Linked DNA regions of Gossypium arboreum: region 1 is linked to region 2. A link is a contact called in public Hi-C data. All regions are on one chromosome and are shown on one strand. Each heading gives the region's core, a stretch centred on a gene start, on an enhancer-like site or on the middle of the called end of the contact. The rest is flanking DNA. Distances are from core to core; before and after follow the strand shown.

Region 1 (3,954 bases), core at 162-2,661, 200 kb before region 2:
TTATTTTATAAAATTTTTAAATAAGTACATTTTGAGTGTTTAAAATGATAAAAGTTAATTTAATTTTTAAAATATTAAAACTATTAAAATTATAAATTTTTTATCATAAAATATATAACCATCCCTAAATTGTTTGTCTAATTTTACCCATTATAAAATATGAAAAATTGATAATTCAGCGATCAAAAGAAAACAAAAATAATTTAAATATAAAATAGAAAGCGGTTATGCTGTTATAGTTGAAGGTCCGCAATTAATTAGTATACTTTAGTTTTGCATAAGGAAAGATTTGTAATAATTATGAGTTCCTAGTACAAGACTAGAAAGAAAAAAGCAAGGAAAATTGTAGGGCAATTCTTAAATTCCTTGAAAAAGATATGGACTTTACCTGAATCTCCCGGGACTTGATCTTACTATAGGTTCCTACATCCAAAACAGGGTACTTGCCGTTGGCAACTTTCATGAAAAATGGACCTTCCTTAGGCCTGCTAAGCCCGTACTTACTCAACTCCCTGTAAACCAGCTTGCTAAGCATGACCATCAACCAGTCCACCATGTTTAATGGTATATACTTCAACAGATTCAACCCCAAGTACACCATTTCCCTCGAAAGTATATGAACCTGCACCCCCACACAAACATACAGTTCAATGATTTGAATTTCAAATAATCAGATCCAGGTAGTATCTTGTTTCTTTTTTCTTCTTTTTACCGGGCTGCGAACGACGATGGATGTTTTGGCACCGTGATTCGCAAGGTCCATGGCGATCTCCATGCCGGAATTGCCTGACCCAACAACCAAAACGTTCTTGTCTCTAAACGCCTTCCCATTTTTGAACTGGGTTGAATGAAGAACATCTCCAGGAAAAGATTTCAGTCCTTCAATCTCAGGTGTGTAAGGGTCGGTTGCTTCTCCACTGGCGACGACCAAAAACCTCCCCCTGAACTCCTCGACCTCGCCGGAACTCAACTTCCTGACCTTGACGATCCATTCCTTGGTTATTTCATCGAACAAAGCCAGCTCAACGCATCGACAGTACAGAGGGGTGATCTTAAAATGAGAAACGTAGTCGTCCAAATAAGATACGAACTGTTGCTTAGAGATGAAACGGGGATAAGAGTGAGGGAAAGGGAGGTGGGGAAGCTGGCAGAACTGCTTGTGTAGGTGAAGGTGGAGACGATCGTAGGCGTTTTTCTTCCAAAGGGAAGCGAAACAATCCTCTCTTTCGAGGAGGATGTAAGGGATTGAGTGGAGGTTAAGGGAAGCGGCGGTAGCCAACCCTGAGGGGCCGGCTCCGATGATAATGACCGGTTGTTCTTGCATATTGCTTATGTTTTTCTGCAGTGCCCCAATCAGAAAGGGAAAAGCTAAATAAATTGGCTTTGTTTTGAAAGCAGGGAAGGAAGGATGGGCAATGGAAACATGGATGGGGGTTGTAGCTTTATACTACGATTACCGTATAAGACAAAATTAATATTAGAAAAAAATTGCTTAAATAATTAATGTTTCTTTCTTTCGATATCATTTTTTTTGATGAGATCATCTCTTATTCGGTGGTTAAGTTTTTTTATTTTTTTGCCCTATTTTCTTTTATATTATAAACTTGAATTTGTTTTTCTCTGAATTCAAGTACACCAGATTGATAATCAATCCTTAAAGTTACGAACCAAAACTACTAAACTTATTTTTTTATTATCATTACCTAATTACTAAATACAATAATCATAGATTTGTGTGTTATTTGTACTATTAAATACATATATTTATATTTTTTAAAATATACATCCATCTTATATAACATCTAATTGTCAACAAAGCTATTGCAAAATCTTATACAATGCATATTTTTATTTAAGTATCCATAACACTCTGAATCCTTAAAATGAAGAAAGAACACGTTTACGCGCACTCAAATTCACATCCTTATTGTTTTTACAATAGCATAATATCAATTGAGTCAATACTGAATCAATAAAGTTGCCAATTGGAATGGACTTAAACCCACAATAATTTTTTACCGTTCATTAATATTTATATTAATAGCTTTTGTTTAAATATATATAAATAAATATAGAATATTGCACAACCTAATAAGGTGAAAATTAAATTTGGCAACAAGGAAGTAGCTGTAATTGTCATGGCGCTAGAACTTTAGTCTCACAACTCATACGGCCTTAGGTAATTTCTTTGCTTCAAATCCGCCTAAGTTAGCGTAGTTCTCGAAAATAAAAAATCACAAAGGAATTTCTCTAAGGTACCGAAATAAAACAAAAGCAACTCAAAGATAAATAAGCAATGAAGAAACAAAAAAGCCATAAGAAAGCAATTTCACACCAAATGTTTGAGTAAATTCTCTTAATAATATTCAATAACTATGAATGAAATGATTACGAATAAAGGGGGAGAGCTCTATTTATAGTTGAGCTCCCTTAGATCCAAATGTTACAAATCAAATTACATCAACGATTTAGATTAATGTCTATATACAAAATGAGAGTCCTAAGGGATTTAAGCTTTATACCTCTTTATCCATTAGGATTTACAATAATTACCATGATAACTCTAGTTTTACTAGAGTGTTTCATTGGGCCACCATGGCATAAAATAGATAGGCTTCTCCATGAGTTCACGAATCAGACCAGTTCAAGTGGGTCAAATGGGCCCTATTAAATAAGTTGACCTCCATGAGACACTCTGTGCGCATCCTTCACGAACTTTGATCTGCGGCCCGTGACAATATTCCCCATCCATTCTTGCGATGCCCTCCTAGCGTCTTTGAAATGACACTGGTTTGATTTCTCCCGGAGCTGTCTCAATTCTTCAATTGATTCCCAACTAGCCTCTCTGTCACATTGTTCCACCCTTCAGAACATTTGCTCAACTTATGTCTCTATCGTTGTCTAACTCGAATCATTTACTCTTTGTAGATCTCGTTCACAAGAGCTTACTATATTGGAAAATATCTGGTTTCAAAACGATTTTCTTGCACATCAGGAAATTAAAATTTTGTAAATCGACTCGATTTGTGATATTTATAGCAATAAACCCTATCCGAATTCATACATGTGTTTTTTGTTTAGCGGATATTCGTTGTTTCTGACTTTCAACAAAATGATCTTCCTTGCTATTCTCGTACCACGAACTATGTCGAGTGTGAGCTAAAACCCATTAAATCGAAACATAGAACTAAAAAAAGTTCTCTCTTTTATTTATGGTGAGAATGAAAATTCTCTCTTCTTTAATAGAAACCAGTAGAACTATTATTTTGAAAAAATATATTTGATAGTTGAGAAAAAATTCTCTCTATTTTTCAGCAGAGTAACAACTTTTCAAAGTTGTATGTATAGTTCTACTGGTGCCATCTATTTATAGGGAAATAAGGTAGAACCCTTGTTGAATTGTAGAGGTCTATTTCAAATAGAAAAACAACTTCCTAGTCCAACTAGAAGAGTGAGAAGGGCTAATAGGATGTGTTTCTCCTCATATGTATTATGATGGAGATTTGGGCCTCTTATTGTATTAGATCTAATTATATGTGCTTTCTGAAATTTTAAACCAATACTTTATAATTTAACCTAACCCAATACATATTTTTCTATTTTCCAAAATAAACTTTAATATTCTATATTAAACAATTTTCTCATTCCTATTTTTCCCTAGCAAAATTTTGATGATTTTACCTCGGTGAAACTTTGATGATTTTACCTTAAGTAAACTTTTGAGAAAATATGTTTAATATTTCACAATTCAACATGTTCATTGTGATCGAATGATTTATTTTCATTTTCAGGCTTCAGAACAGCTCAAAAACATAAACTTATCCTTCCAATCATTTTTAAGTAATCTACATAGAATTGCAAATGAATCATTTCACATTTCCATTTCCATTTTGAGAAAACCACATTCATTTCCAAATGATTCCATTTCTCCATTTTAGAGAAAACCATAGTCAT
Region 2 (3,537 bases), core at 703-3,202:
TGATATGTACGCTCTTTTCTTCTCTCACTAAATTTAAACTGTTTGTATCTTTCATAGCGACGCAGTATATATATACATCCATAACTATATCTTTTTTTGTCTATATGTATACTATTAATTAAATATATTCAGAAAAACATAAATAAATTAGTAAAAATAATATATAAATATGGGTATTTTCAAAAAGAAAAGCTTGTCCTGGCATACAGTTTTTTTTAATATAAATATGGGTATATTAATTTGATTTTCACTTTTTCACAGATGGGCATAAAACTACATGGGAGACATTAAAATTGTTGGTACCAAAATTGGGAAAGTTGGTGAAAGGCATTGGATTTGAAGAAATAAAGGAGCTAGATTTGGGTGATAAATGCTCATAAATCAAGGACCAACTAACGTGGGGTGCAAAATATTGTTAAAGCGTAGCATCATTTCATTTGCTACAATGGTAAAGTGTGCAAACATCAGACATCAGTCTCGTGGATCCGTTTATACCAAATGTTAGCTTTGGAATTGAGTTATCAACTTCAACTGTAGGATAGGAGCAGTTTTTATCAACTTTTTTAATACGAAAGTTGAATAAATGGATAAATATTTGTGGGTGGTCCTCCTTCTCTCCTCCCCACCCCAATGGTTGGCCATAAATGGGTTTGTTAAAGCAGGACCACACTCTTCTCCAAGGATTGAGCCCATCAGCGAGGCCGCACTGTTGCACTCTTCTCCAAGGATTTATAAAATACTACATAATCTAATCTCTAGCAATATTATAAATTAGAATTTAGTTATTAAATTAAAAAATAGATGAACTAAATTTTTAGATTACACAGCAAGTGTTGGATGTAGTTGTAAATAACATTGCACTCTAGGGAGAAAATTCAAAGTTAGAATATTAAAGACAATGTTGTTGGGAGGGTTATTTCTTTCATCACCCCCAAACAAGTCAATATTAGCGCTATGGTGCATAAATGTAATTCACTATTTAAAGAACTATTCAAAGTTCCTAGAGCTCCTTGTAAAGTTTGTTGGAAAATTCATTATTGAACTTGATTAATCGCTTTTTGTTGTTCAAATAAATAGTTTCATTTTTTTAATTTTTTAATTGTCCTAAAATCTTATAAGTTGAATCAATCAAATTTAATTTTTCCCGTTCTATCTCAGAGTATCTATTCACTCAAATTGATCTACCTCCATTTCTACTTTTTGTAAGCAAACCCAAGCCTTTTCCAGCCGTTCAATAGCCAACCTCGACATAATTCTTATGAATTTTAAATAGTATTCAAGATCCTCTCTTTTCGATCATCTAATAAATCACTTAATTAAAGTAGATTATATTTTCATTCTTTTTTTTTATTTCAAAAAATTCATGGTTCCTTCCAAACCAAACATGAACCTTTCGAATCATTTGACTCTCACACTCATTTATTTTTTATTTGTTGGGAATTAATTTCCATATCTTTTTTTTCCATAATAACCAATCTATGGGGTGATTGGAGTATTATAGGAGGGACTATAACAAATATGGGTATTTGGAATTAAGAAGGTGTGGCCAAAGTACATATTGTGTTTTCTAGCTTATGCTTCTTAGTAGCTATCTGGCATTGGGTATATTAGTATCTAAAAAATTTTGTGATGAGGGTATAGGAAAACCTTCTTTGGATTTGCCTAAGATTTTTAGAATTCATTTTTCTCTCTCAAAAGTGGCTTGCTTTGGATTTGGTGCATTTTATGTAACATGATTGTATGGTCTTGAAATATGGGTGTTCAACCCATATGGGCTAACTGGAAAGGTACAATCTATAAATCCAACAAGAGACGTGGAAGATTTTAGTCTTTTTATTCTGGGAGGAATAATCTATCATCATATTGTAGTAGAGACATTGGGCATATTAATGGGCTTATTCTATCTTAGTGTCTGCTCCCCAATATTTATGCAAATATTGGGATTAAATTCTATCTGTGAAAAGAGTATATGATTCAATCAACTACAAAGCAAAGAGCTTCTTTCTTCAATCATAGATATATATAAGAAAAAGTGAGATTGGATCTATCAATTTAGTATTTGTGGGAGAGAGACCTAACCATAAAATCATAGAGAAGGACCCATTTGAAGCAATGAGGAGTCCCTTGGGCATGAAGAGCCCACCCAATTCCTTTGTTTATAGCAGTGGTGGCAGTATATAGGCCTGAAAAATACATTCCTAATAAAACATGAAAAGGCCCAAAGATAATTAACCAAAATTTTTAAGCGCTAACCGAAAGGCCGGCAAAGTTTCGAACTGATAAAATCAAAAAGCCCTACGCCCCTAAACCTAATCCCCGCATAGCTTCTATATAATCTTCCCTTTTGATTTCATCTTCTCCAGTCGCTGATGGCAACCGATCTTCATTTTTCTAGCGACCATCTTGCTTTTAAGTGAGTTTTGAAAATATTACCTGACTTTATTATTAATGTTTTTTCTTCAAATTTATGAAAATATTTTGGAAATTATCAGTGGATTTGTTTTTGTTTAATTTATTTATTACGATTTGGGGAAAAAAAAGGCTGATGAGGAGAAGAAATGGGCAAGAGCTGCAACAACAAATAAAGCGCACCGTGTAGATCCATCTACATGGGTTGTTGTTTGCTTTGATGAATGTGCCAATATGCTAATCTGAGGCTTTTCCTTATTTATTTTCAACTATTATTCTCCTTCGAAGTTGTTCTTCCCCTAAATTTATCAATTTCTTTTAAAATACTCTGATTTACATTTTTTTTTGGGTCGACTTGCTATTATTTTATGTTATTTTTCCACATTTTGTCAACTTGGAAATGATTTTATTACAACTTTTTTAAAAACTTCAAATTTCAAATCACATTAAAATTCAAATGATTCGAGTTATTTGTGATTTTTTGTGTACTGTCGTTAGTCACTTCAAAAAGAAATTAATCAAATTTAACCTAAAGGTGCGTTTTCATATACGGAATTAATGGATAATTTATACTAAATTTAGAGCGGAACAAAAACTTTTAGTGATTAAAATAATAAATCTATTCAAAGTGAGTATCTATTTTTTTAATTTGATTTTAGGATACATCTTAAATTCTAAATCTGAGATATTACACGCGTTCAAATAAATGCCTTTCAAATTGTTACAGATGCAAATTTTTTTAAATGCAATTTTTTATTAAATTTGTATCTTTGTAATATTTATCTTTATAATTGGAATTAGACTGTAAATGCAAGGATTGTTGTTTATAAAATAAATAAATTTGAATAAAATCCTTTGAAATGTTTGATCTGTACTTTTTCACTTTTTTAAACTGAGGATGTTTACGAGCAGAGATTTCATTTCACCAAAAAAAAAAAAAAACCTCCCCATTAACCCTTCTATGTTGGCAGAATGGTGAGGGATGATGATCATGTAAGGAGATTTTATCCTTTTACAAGGGGTTTACCATTTCAGCATATTAATAAAAATTTGAAAGAAAAATTAGGAAATAAGTAACTTAAAACACAAACAAAAACAAACATACATACCAGGTCAAAACCCCCCATA

Evidence for each region. A called contact is a pair of places that touch in the nucleus more often than the background predicts.
Region 1: a contact with region 2 is called in a Hi-C map of leaf, with 2.7 times the contacts expected there. The contact joins the promoter of LOC108452005 here to the enhancer-like site in region 2. A contact is called at or near these places in 2 of 5 Hi-C or Micro-C datasets (both in leaf).

What each region holds. Positions count from the first base shown.
Region 1 is chr8:127,261,006-127,264,959 of ASM2569848v2, reverse strand. LOC108452005 (probable indole-3-pyruvate monooxygenase YUCCA10) reads right to left here and starts at 1,411. Exons shown (of 4, transcript XM_017749733.2): 1 at 713-1,411; 2 at 389-622. The coding sequence starts at 1,324.
Region 2 is chr8:127,059,751-127,063,287 of ASM2569848v2, reverse strand. No RefSeq gene overlaps it. Among protein-coding and RNA genes, the nearest start is that of LOC128279619, 77 kb to the left of the region's middle. Within about 2 kb of position 1,952, at least 2 of the 2 cell types and tissues checked have an H3K27ac peak or open chromatin away from gene starts, as enhancers often do. A contact at or near this core is called in leaf, where this site is marked.